Linked DNA regions of Gossypium hirsutum: regions 1 and 3 are each linked to region 2. The links are chromatin contacts, called in public Hi-C maps. All regions are on one chromosome and are shown on one strand. Each heading gives the region's core, a stretch centred on a gene start, on an enhancer-like site or on the middle of the called end of the contact. The rest is flanking DNA. Distances are from core to core; before and after follow the strand shown.

What was found. Hi-C and Micro-C count contacts between places; a contact is called where the count stands out from the background.
Region 1: a contact with region 2 is called in a Hi-C map of leaf, with 1.6 times the contacts expected there. The contact joins the promoter of LOC107886546 here to the promoter of LOC121219607 in region 2. A contact is called at or near these places in 4 of 34 Hi-C or Micro-C datasets (callus and leaf).
Region 3: a Hi-C map of leaf shows a contact between it and region 2, with 4 times the contacts expected there. The contact joins the promoter of LOC107886540 here to the promoter of LOC121219607 in region 2. A contact is called at or near these places in 12 of 34 Hi-C or Micro-C datasets (anther, callus, hypocotyl and 2 more).

What each region holds. Positions count from the first base shown.
Region 1 is chrA03:96,982,348-96,985,575 of Gossypium_hirsutum_v2.1, forward strand. LOC107886546 (plant intracellular Ras-group-related LRR protein 3) reads right to left here and starts at 1,453. Exons shown (of 3, transcript XM_016810539.2): 1 at 626-1,453; 2 at 85-251. The coding sequence starts at 1,198. LOC107886545 reads right to left here. Exons shown (of 4, transcript XR_001680791.2): 4 at 2,075-3,228.
Region 2 is chrA03:97,889,944-97,893,262 of Gossypium_hirsutum_v2.1, forward strand. It overlaps LOC121219607 (glutamate--glyoxylate aminotransferase 2), which reads right to left and starts at 1,641. Exons shown (of 14, transcript XM_041098080.1): 1 at 1,058-1,641; 2 at 415-583. The coding sequence starts at 531. It also overlaps the pseudogene LOC121218319.
Region 3 is chrA03:97,138,586-97,142,227 of Gossypium_hirsutum_v2.1, forward strand. LOC107886540 (60S ribosomal protein L27a-3) reads left to right here and starts at 2,250. Exons shown (of 1, transcript XM_016810533.2): 1 at 2,250-2,913. The coding sequence starts at 2,355. The coding sequence ends at 2,795.

The DNA.
Region 1 (3,228 bases), core at 203-2,702, 910 kb before region 2:
GTTTTACTCATTCCTACTTTATCAGGATTGGTGTTTGCATTTCACTCCTGGAACAGCAAGAGTGAACAAAAAATAGTATAATACCTGCATCGTGCAATGCTTTCCGGGAGGGCATTTAGCTTGTTTCCCGAGACATTGAGGATCCTCAGATTAAGCAACAAACCAACGGAGTCAGGCAGATGTTGCAAATGATTGGAGGATGCATTAAGCTCCTCAAGTTTCTTTAGTCCTCCAATCGAATCAGGAATGACCTGGTTCCCAAGCACAAAAACACTAGTACATAAGCGTCTACCCATATTGTATACAGTTAAACAATTTACATATGTAAAGTAGTGAAGACCATAAGCAGCAGTTCTTTGTGCAAAACAGAGAAAATATACCAATATCCTCAGTCTCATGAAATACGCCATACTTTTAGAACAGGAGATAAAGCAATTTTAATTGAATAGCGAAAAAGGAAAGAATCCAAGTATTTAGTTTATCAATTGGTATAGTGTTGATCAAAGGAACATAACGTAGCTACTATAGTTCTTAGCTTAAACATCACAACTTTCGCAATTTCATCAAGCCTTGGATCAATTTGGCATAAACAGAAGAAAAGATAATGAAAATAAACATATAATACCTCTATCTGGTTATTGGAAAGATTGAGATAAACCAAACCGTGAAGTTTACCAAAGGCCTCAGGCAATAGCCTCAACTGTCTTCCAGAAAGCTCAACTCTTTCAACCACCCCATTCTCAGCTTCTTTCAATATCCTCACAACATCCTCATTTACTTCATCATCGCCGCTCATTTGCTCGACAGCTGAGCAATACAAACGACCCAGATTCTCCTCCACCTCAGTCAACTGTCTCTCATAATCCTCGTGCAAGCCTTCCAATCTAAGCACGGTCTTATATATGTCGGCCTCCTGTAAGGAAGATTGGGTTTCTTGAATGTGGGTAATCTTGGAACGAGCAGCGGAGACAGCTGATGGATCGGGTCGAGGTCCTAGGGAGCGTAGGAGGGAATGGGTTTGAGTGACGGAGGTGGGGATGGATCGGGAAAGTGAAGCAAGGATTGATGGATCGGGTAAATGGGGGAAACGGGTGAGTAGATCCTGGCGGATTTGGGGAGGGAGTGATGGGTAATTGTAAGGATCTTGTTGGGAGAAGATGTAGGACAAAATGGGGAACTTTGAAAGATTAGGATCCATTAAGGTGATTGAAGGAAGCAGGGATGAAGGAAACAGGGTCAGGTGGAGGGAGGAGCATTGACGTGTGAGAACGACGAGAGAGTAGTGAACAGCAATGACTCATGGAGCTGATGAGTAGTGTCTCTCGGTTAGCAGTTAGCATCGCAACGCCGAATGCCAAAAGGTACTTCTGGCATACGCTGGACCTGGTCTACCGCTTTCCTTTGCTCACATCATCACATTCTATACTTTGCCTTTGGGTTCTTAATTTCTGAGCTAACAGTGGGTTCCTAATGGGCTTTTCATTTATTGGTGGCTCTGGAAGGAAAGGCTTCATAGAATGACCCACCATCAACCCCCCCCCCCAACAATACATTTTATTATTACGGTTATTATTAAGGTTCCAAACTTGATTTACATAAAATAAGACACTTACATAATTTATATTTAGTAAAAGAAAGTTGGAGCAATTTTACTATTGTCAATTTTGAAAGTGAGCAATTAAAGACAATAATCAAAGTATTAATGTTTTCCATTAATTATACATAATTTTAATTTATATAATAGTAAATTTAACCTTCAATGTTTATATTATTTTTCATTTTGGCCTTCATTTAAAAAAAATAAATAAATTTAGCCTCAATATTTGTGCGAAATAAATTTAATAAATTAGGATCAAATTGATAGAGATTAAATAACTCTGAATTTTTTAGAAGGACAAATTTGCTCAATTTTGAAATTGGGGAAGATTGTAAAGTTCTTTTTACCTTTATATTATAACAACTCAATTAATAATAATTGTATTTATCCTCCACTTAAAAAATTTTGAACTAATCCAATATCTTTATCATATCAATTAACATATGATATTTATCATTATATAATTAATAGTCAATATTTCATCACATAAAAATATTTTATTATACAATTTTAATTGACTCAAAATTTGGTATACATTATTGAACATAAAATATAAGGGTGAAGTTATTAAAATACTAATTATAAACAAAATTATATACAAGTTGCGTATAAATGCCACAGAAAACAGAAGCGTGATGAGGATTTGAGGATTTGAGTCAGCCAGCCAGCCATCCATACACACCCTGGCCTCTTGGTCCATTATCAAGAATCAAAGGCTTTAACGTCGCCAATATCAGACCCGATCACAGTTTTCAAATGGAAGATTAGACGCATGTGGGATCCGTGATGGCTACACCATTCTCTTTTTTTAATAATGAACCCACTGCTCCTTGTCCAAAATAGACTTCCCAAATTCATGCTTTCTCCATTAGCATCCTCTGTAGTATGGTTTGTTTGATGTAAATAAAAGGGAAATCAATCATATACATTAGGAGGATAAAAAAAAAAGATGGGCACATGGTAGGGATAACCTTAAAACCACTTTATCTTTATCCCCGAAAGATGATAACATAGAATCATCAAACTCTTTCATTTTCGACTTTAATATTTGATAAATAAACACCCTTTCATATTATCTCTGCAAGATTATATGCGACACTGGCGACCCTTCCTTTGAACCAGAAATCACAACCTCTTACTTCTTTTAATTAATTAAAACTCAGCTCAGCTGGAGTTGGAGACTTTTTTTAAAATTTAATCCAATATCTACAGTCCTCTCTCCTATATTGTACTTGTTCATTTTGTGTCTTGGATTGAAGGGAACTCTTTATTCTGTTTCTGTTGTGAATATATTTTAGCTTTATTCCAAGGAAATTATTGTGTCCCACTACTATATTTAGATCCTTTGAGTGCATCTTCTTCATCGGTTAAAATACCAGCTGTCAAGGGGGGGACATGTTTTGTCCATTGCCTGGTGTTCAATAAATTCCAGTCATGACTCCATTCATCTGATTCTTCCAATGGTCCCTCCTATGCTTCCACAATTTATTGCAATTGCTACTTGGAATTTTGTTTGATATCGGAAACCACCATTGCTCCGGTGCTTGTTGCCCATTTGCAAGTAAAGAGATGATCCAATTTGGCTCATAAATGAACAAACAAACAAAAAATCACTGATCAGGAGTTAACTA
Region 2 (3,319 bases), core at 391-2,890:
AACCTACGGCACAGAGAGAGGCCTTTTGATTATCACTGTCCTCGAGAAAAATGCAGCAATCAGCCTTTAATTAAGCTAAAATTTCTGAGAGGACCTGGTTAGAACTATTAACCCAGACCAAGGGAATCTTGTTAACTCCCCTAACTCTTACACCCGGAGTCCTTGAATGGTAAATAAGTACTCTAAGTCTAGCTCAAACTGTGATTATACTAATTATGATAAGTTTTCAAAAATATCTAAGAACAACAGTATGGTTTTAAATACCCCAACAAAGAATATGTAGGAAATAGGCATTTACACATTCTCTGTTGATAGCAAAAGCTAAAAGCACCAACATATAAAACTCTGCGAATTCAGCATACGAAGCAGAACTGCATGCTGAAATAAAATAAGAAGAAAGCAGGAAAAACATACCTTCTTCCCTTCCTTCTGAAGCTCAGAAGCTCGAAGATACAACTCACCTCTAACTGCATATTGAACTTTCTTCACGTTTTCATTCATTGTCTCATAGTCTAATGCCTTAAGACCCATGATGCCCAAGTTCCTTCCTTGAACTTACCAATATATGGACTCGGTACTCAACCTGTAAGAGAACTAAAAAGCATAAGTCTAATTTAACATTTTGGTTTTGCATATAAGTTTATTACTTGGCTTTCCAGTTCCAATACGAGAGTAACAATCAGCAAAACAATTCGAACGTTATAATATAATCACTATAAATTCGCTCTAATCCTAAATCTTAAAATCGGGTCTAAACATTTGAAAAGGAAAAACAAACATCGGCTCTAAGGTTCATATGATAGGAAAACATGCATTAATGGAAAGGATTAAAAGGAAAATCATAAAGTGAAAGAGAGCCTCTTGCGATGCGATCAATGCAATTATCAGTGAATATGGAGCCAAGCCAGAATACTAGAAAATCCAGGCATAGAAATGCATTTAGAAGTTTGAAAACAGTCAATAATCAATAGTCTATCAACAAAATCACACGGTTACCTTACACCAAAACCAAGAATCCGTAAAATTCAGGACCTAAACTCAATAAATCATGAATTACCAGAAAATCCAAACAGTTCACCCTTAAAACTAAACAGGGAAGTGCAGAACAGAAAAAAACTCCGTAAACGAGAGTAACCCGTGGGATGAGTGGAGTTGAAACTGATATCCCGAGGTGTGCAGAGCAAAGGGCAGGCACAGATTTTATGTGTAGTTTATTGTGTTGCAAGTGTCAGAGACTTTTTCATGTCAGGGAAAGGCAATATATACAAATAAAGAATTGATATATATAAAGATGTGGCAGTGTGTAAGGATTTGAAAGCAGTGGCAGCAGCAGAGCCACTGAAAAAGGGGATTTATTTTGAAAATGTGGGGATGCTGTGTTTTATCTTAAAAGATCAAAACACAAAGGATAAAATTGATCGGCGAGGTGTGGTGTAGCTTCAAACTGTGAGTTATTGGTAGATAATGAACCCTTTGGGGACTCCCTCACGTCTTCTTTGGACTCATGTTCAACATTGGTCGCTCTCACCAACTCCCAAGTGTGGTTCACGTTCCATTCTTTAGAGGAATTTTCTCATCTAATGGCTAATGGCAAATGGTAGTAGTAATTTGGTCAACTTTCATGAATGATTATTATGAATATTAGCGAAGGTCAATCATCGCTATTTATTTATTTTTATCTTTCACTCTTGATGATTTACCATTAGAAAAGTGGCAAGACAGGATTCAAAAATTTCATTCTTAGTTAGAAACTTGTAAATTAATTGAAGATAACAATTACAACATTCTCATTAAATTTATTTTTAGATTCACAAAATTGTTAAAAGACTGGTGAAATGCTATCACTCAACATGATCAAATGCAGTTTCTAGTCCTTCAAGATTTAGCCCAATCAATCAGAATCATGCATCAATACTTTGTAAGAAAACTGAAGAGCTGTTAACCTTGAAAAGAAGAGAATTCTACAAAAAAAAATGTCGAGGCATTTAGTTAGCCCAAACCAAAAATCCTTGCCTACAAAAACATTTTTTCAGCCCAGGCCCATTAAGACGTACAGAACATCTTCCTCATCCTCCACTTTTCCTACTGTTTACCCTGTTGCTCCAAACGCTAAATGTCTTAAGATGGATGGCGAATGCTTTTTTCATTGGTGATAATGTTGCTGCTCTATGAACTTCACCCGGAATGAACGGATATCAGTATAATCATATCACTTGATATAATATGAGACCAATTAGGAATAACAAAATCAATAAACTTAATTGATTAACAATAAATGAATAAATTTTGATTTGTATGAAGTGATGATCTTGACTCGTATAAAATAGTAGTTAAAGTTTTTACCGGATGTTCATTTGGCATGAGTTCAAATTGTGTTATCTCATCCCCATTCCTAATATTGTATAAATAAATAAAAAAGACAATGAATGAATATATTATATTTATAAAATATATATAAATATTTTACCTAAACTCGAACTTTCTTTTAAGAGAATTACTTTTGAGGATAGTAAATATATAGAAAAAAAACAATTAATCAATGACATTGGATTTGCAACTAATTTTTAGATGGTACAAAATTTTAATGCTATCAAAAAACAGATATAGAAAAGATATCTGTAAAAGACCACTTTCTCTCCTCTAATTAAGAAAAAGACCAAAAAAATGCGAGAGAGAAGCAGGCAGTGCTCCATACAAGTTCATTATTTTACTTTGTGCGACATCTTTATATAATTTAGGAGCCTCTTATGGGCCTTACCACTGTCAATGGCTTCTTTGGCTCTTTCCAAAGCTAAGGAACGTCTTCTGCCCCATCACATCCTAGTAAATGATCCACAATTCCAGCATTCAAAACAATCCGGTCATATGCCGGCCCTTTTTCACCTCGAAGAGCTGCCAAACCCAACTCGATATTCTTCGATACCTGATATATTATAGCAAACATGGTCGTTTGACAACAGGTTTTCAAAAATAACAGACATAAGAGACTGAGGCAAAGAGGAGTTTCATATCCACCCTTTGTGGTGGTTGGTTGGAAGGGGATATATAGAAAAGGATTTTTGAATTTTACCGATCTATTGGTTCTTGGGAGTATCAGTTGGTTCAAAACCATAGTCCATTGCATTAACCTCAAGCCTGAAACTCGGACGTTATACACCTGCAACATTAGGATATTGGTTGGCATTAAAATTCTGCAAATAATCTTATTTCCATTGGATATCTAGAAAGCTTTCGAAATGGATTAAACAATACAAAGCTAAATACGAACCATCCACTTCACAAGCTGATTCCATGCCTACCGAACGAAAACCAGAACAAT
Region 3 (3,642 bases), core at 1,000-3,499, 750 kb before region 2:
TGAAGAGGGGGGTGATGTCATGATGCAAGATCCTACTGACCATGTCGACACTGAATCTCTTAAGCAGGAGGCGAAGCAGCAGGAGAATGCTCAGTTGGAGAATAAGGCACATACACACCCGCGCAGAGGAGTGAGAGAAAGGAGGGCGCCAAAAAACTTAACGGATTTTGTCTGCTACTGAATTGGTTATAAGACTTACTATTTAATATTTCGGTTGTAAGCAAAAACGGCATGAAAAACCAAAAACTGATTTTATTTTCCTGAATCTATTTTCTCCTTTCTTCCAATTTTCATTGTTTATGCTACTGAGTTCTTAACAAAAGGTGTGTTTCCCGAGAACCAACCGGTCGTGGTTAAGGCTAAGTTGGTGTCCAAGACTGCTGAGTAGAAGATTAAGGAGGCTAGTGGTGCGGTTGTGCTCACCGCTTAGGTTAGATCTTTTGATTTTAGATCTGAATGGCATCTCTGTTATATTATTATCTTAGACTTATTTTGAAATTAAATTTTGCATTAACATTCGTAATTTTGGCTCAACTATAGATATTATATGTGATAAGTTTTGAGATATGTAGTTCATCTAGTTGTGTTTTGTTGCATACCATAGATTTTGGTAGACATGGACTTAAGTTGAATACTTATAGCCCCGAGTGCAATGGCTTGTTGTACGTGATGTATGCCATTAAGGTTTTCCTGCATAGTTTGAAGCGATTCAAAACTTTGGCATGGAAATTTATGATGATGAATCTTATGGGGGACTAGCGATAGCTTTCTTTTGTGTTGGTGAATTTTGGAATAAATTTTAGTCGATGCAGTCTCTTGGTACTCACAAGTTACTTGAGTTCAACTCGAAAAAACTTCAAACTTGCTTTGGTAATTATCGAGTCGAGCTCTCCTCGAGCCAACTTTGAGCGTAGTAATACTTGACTCAAACTCGCAAGCCTTATTGAGCTTTTTATAATTTTATATTATTAAATTACGTTATTATCCTTAATATGTATTATTAACCTTAAACTTAATTATTGAGTTGAGCTTGAGCTCGAGTTCAGAAATTAGTAAACGAGCTTAATCAAGCTCGATTATATCTTGAGCCGAGCTTAAGCTTGGCAGTATTCAGGCTTGGCTCGGTTCGATTATGCCCGTAGTTGAGCCATTAATCCCCAATTTCCATGCTGAAACCCATCTTATTAATAGGTGTTGCAGACCAAAATGAAAGTACGAAAAGCATATGTCTTAGCTGCCCTGCTTCATTGACATTAGCAATTTACTAATCTGGGAATGGTGTGTTATATGTGGTGCCATTGCTTAATGTGGTCGTACGTGTTCAAGAAGTTATGGTAAAGTTCATGGATGTAGAAGGGAAAGAAATAGACATTTATTATGGAACCATAAATTGGTAATTCACTTGGTGACCATCTTATTTTGTAATTGGTATTTTGAGATCTAAACTATGTAGGTTAAAATTATTTTGAAGACGATACTTTGATCGAGTTTTCTTTATTTTCTAGTACTATTACCGTCTACCCGTAAGCATGAGAAATGCATTAAGTGAGTGAGGCATAAGGTTAATTTCTTGCTTGGTACCACAGTGATTTAAGTGTTGATTTGAGGCGAAGCTGAAACAATACATACAGCAGTGAGTGAAGAATAAGATGACTATAAAACAATAACCAAAATTTCCCACTGCAACCACAGTTGTAACTTTGAAATAAAACTGTTGCCAAGAAGGGAAGCAAGGCTGTAGCTTTGAGGTTCAGCAAAGAGAGGGCTTTCATTTTCCTGCTCTTAAATGTACCCCGGAAGTGAGCGTGTTGAAATCCACATGGCTAACGCAACGACGTGTTCGGTTGATTGTCATGGTTCAACTAGCTAAGCTTTTCCGGTATCGCGAGGCAATTTGTAGGCTGCAACGCTACCTTAAAAACTGTGGTTGTTTGTTACAACCCTTTCAACAAAAGCAAATGAAACATGATTTACTGGACTTTATCACTAATATTATATTAGTTTACTTAAATTAGTAGTGAACACATTAGCCGAGCAAATGTGAAACTAACCTTAAGGCCCAACCCCAATCAAAATATATCCTATGCTAAATTTATCTATATATTTTCCCAAATATGAAAATAACCTCCTATCAGCAAATTTATAAAAAAAAAAAATCACAATTCTAGGATCCAAATGAACCTTTAAGCCCAACGTGATAAGGGCCAACCCCTGTTTAGATCCATCAAATCACAAAGCCCTAAAAGGCAAAACCCCATTGTCCACCACACAATAAAAACTGACAAAACCCTATTTTCATTTTTCTCGTCTATAAGCCGCGCTTCAGAAGTCCCGTTCAATCCAAGTATCTAACAATGTCAACCCGTTTCAAGAAGAATCGTAAGAAGCGCGGCCACGTGAGCGCCGGTCATGGCCGTATCGGCAAGCACCGCAAGCACCCGGGGGGTCGAGGAAACGCCGGAGGTATGCACCACCACCGGATCCTCTTCGACAAGTATCACCCTGGGTATTTCGGGAAAGTGGGTATGAGGTACTTCCACAAACTCTGCAACAAGTTTTACTGCCCCATCGTCAACATCGACAAGCTTTGGTCTCTCGTTCCACAAGACGTGAAGGCAAAGGCCAACAAGGATTCGGCGCCGATGATCGACGTGACCCAGTTCGGGTACTTTAAGGTCTTGGGAAAAGGTGTGCTGCCCCAGAATCAACCGATGGTGGTTAAGGCTAAGTTAGTATCTAAGACTGCTGAGAAGAAGATTAAGGAGGCTGGTGGGGCGGTTGTTCTCACTGCCTAGGTTAGGGTTTTTGCTTTTGGATCTCTTATATTATCATCTAGGACTTAATTTTTTAAATGAGATTTTACCATAACATTCTTAATTTTGCTTCAACAATATATGGTATGGTGTTTATTTACTTGTGTTTTGCTTTGTTGCATTTGCTTGATTTAAGTTAAGATGCGGAAATTCTTGATACTTTACTGAGATTATTATTAGCTTTTCGTGCTATCTCTATCGTCAGACCATTGCACATTCTGTATCAATCCATTCATTCCCAAATTGGCTTAACCTTCCAATGCACTGCCATTCTTTTGTTGTCAACAATGTTTTTCATAATTTCGTCTCTAGATTTTATGATACATGAGGTAATTCCTCCTTCGATAGAGTAGTGTTGGAAAATCTCCATCAAGAGTGGTCCCTTTGCTAATCAATGCTGGAAAAAAGATATTGAAATTAAGATTATTATCAAGTGCTTATGTCTGGATTGGAGTAAGCCTTTGGCTCAGTGATTTAAATTCGCAATTATTGTAATTCACGTTCATCATTTTGGTCATTGTCCTTTACAGATGACAATTCGCGATTGCATACCAATTTAAACTTTAAAGGACTAATTATTAATCAAAATTGAACATTTTATTATTTTTTGGGCTTGCGTTCCGACCCAACACCGTCCTAAGTTGTCCCCTCCAGGTCGACTCAGCCGCTGCTTCCCCACTCTGCTCAACCGTTTGCATCATAAAGAAACGAAGTAGAATGATGGTTGCTCAACAAATAAGTATAAACATCTATTCTTCTTTTGTCTCTGAAAATTTTGAAAGGCAGACTATCGATGCAACAGCTAATTTTTGAACCCTCCACTAAAATA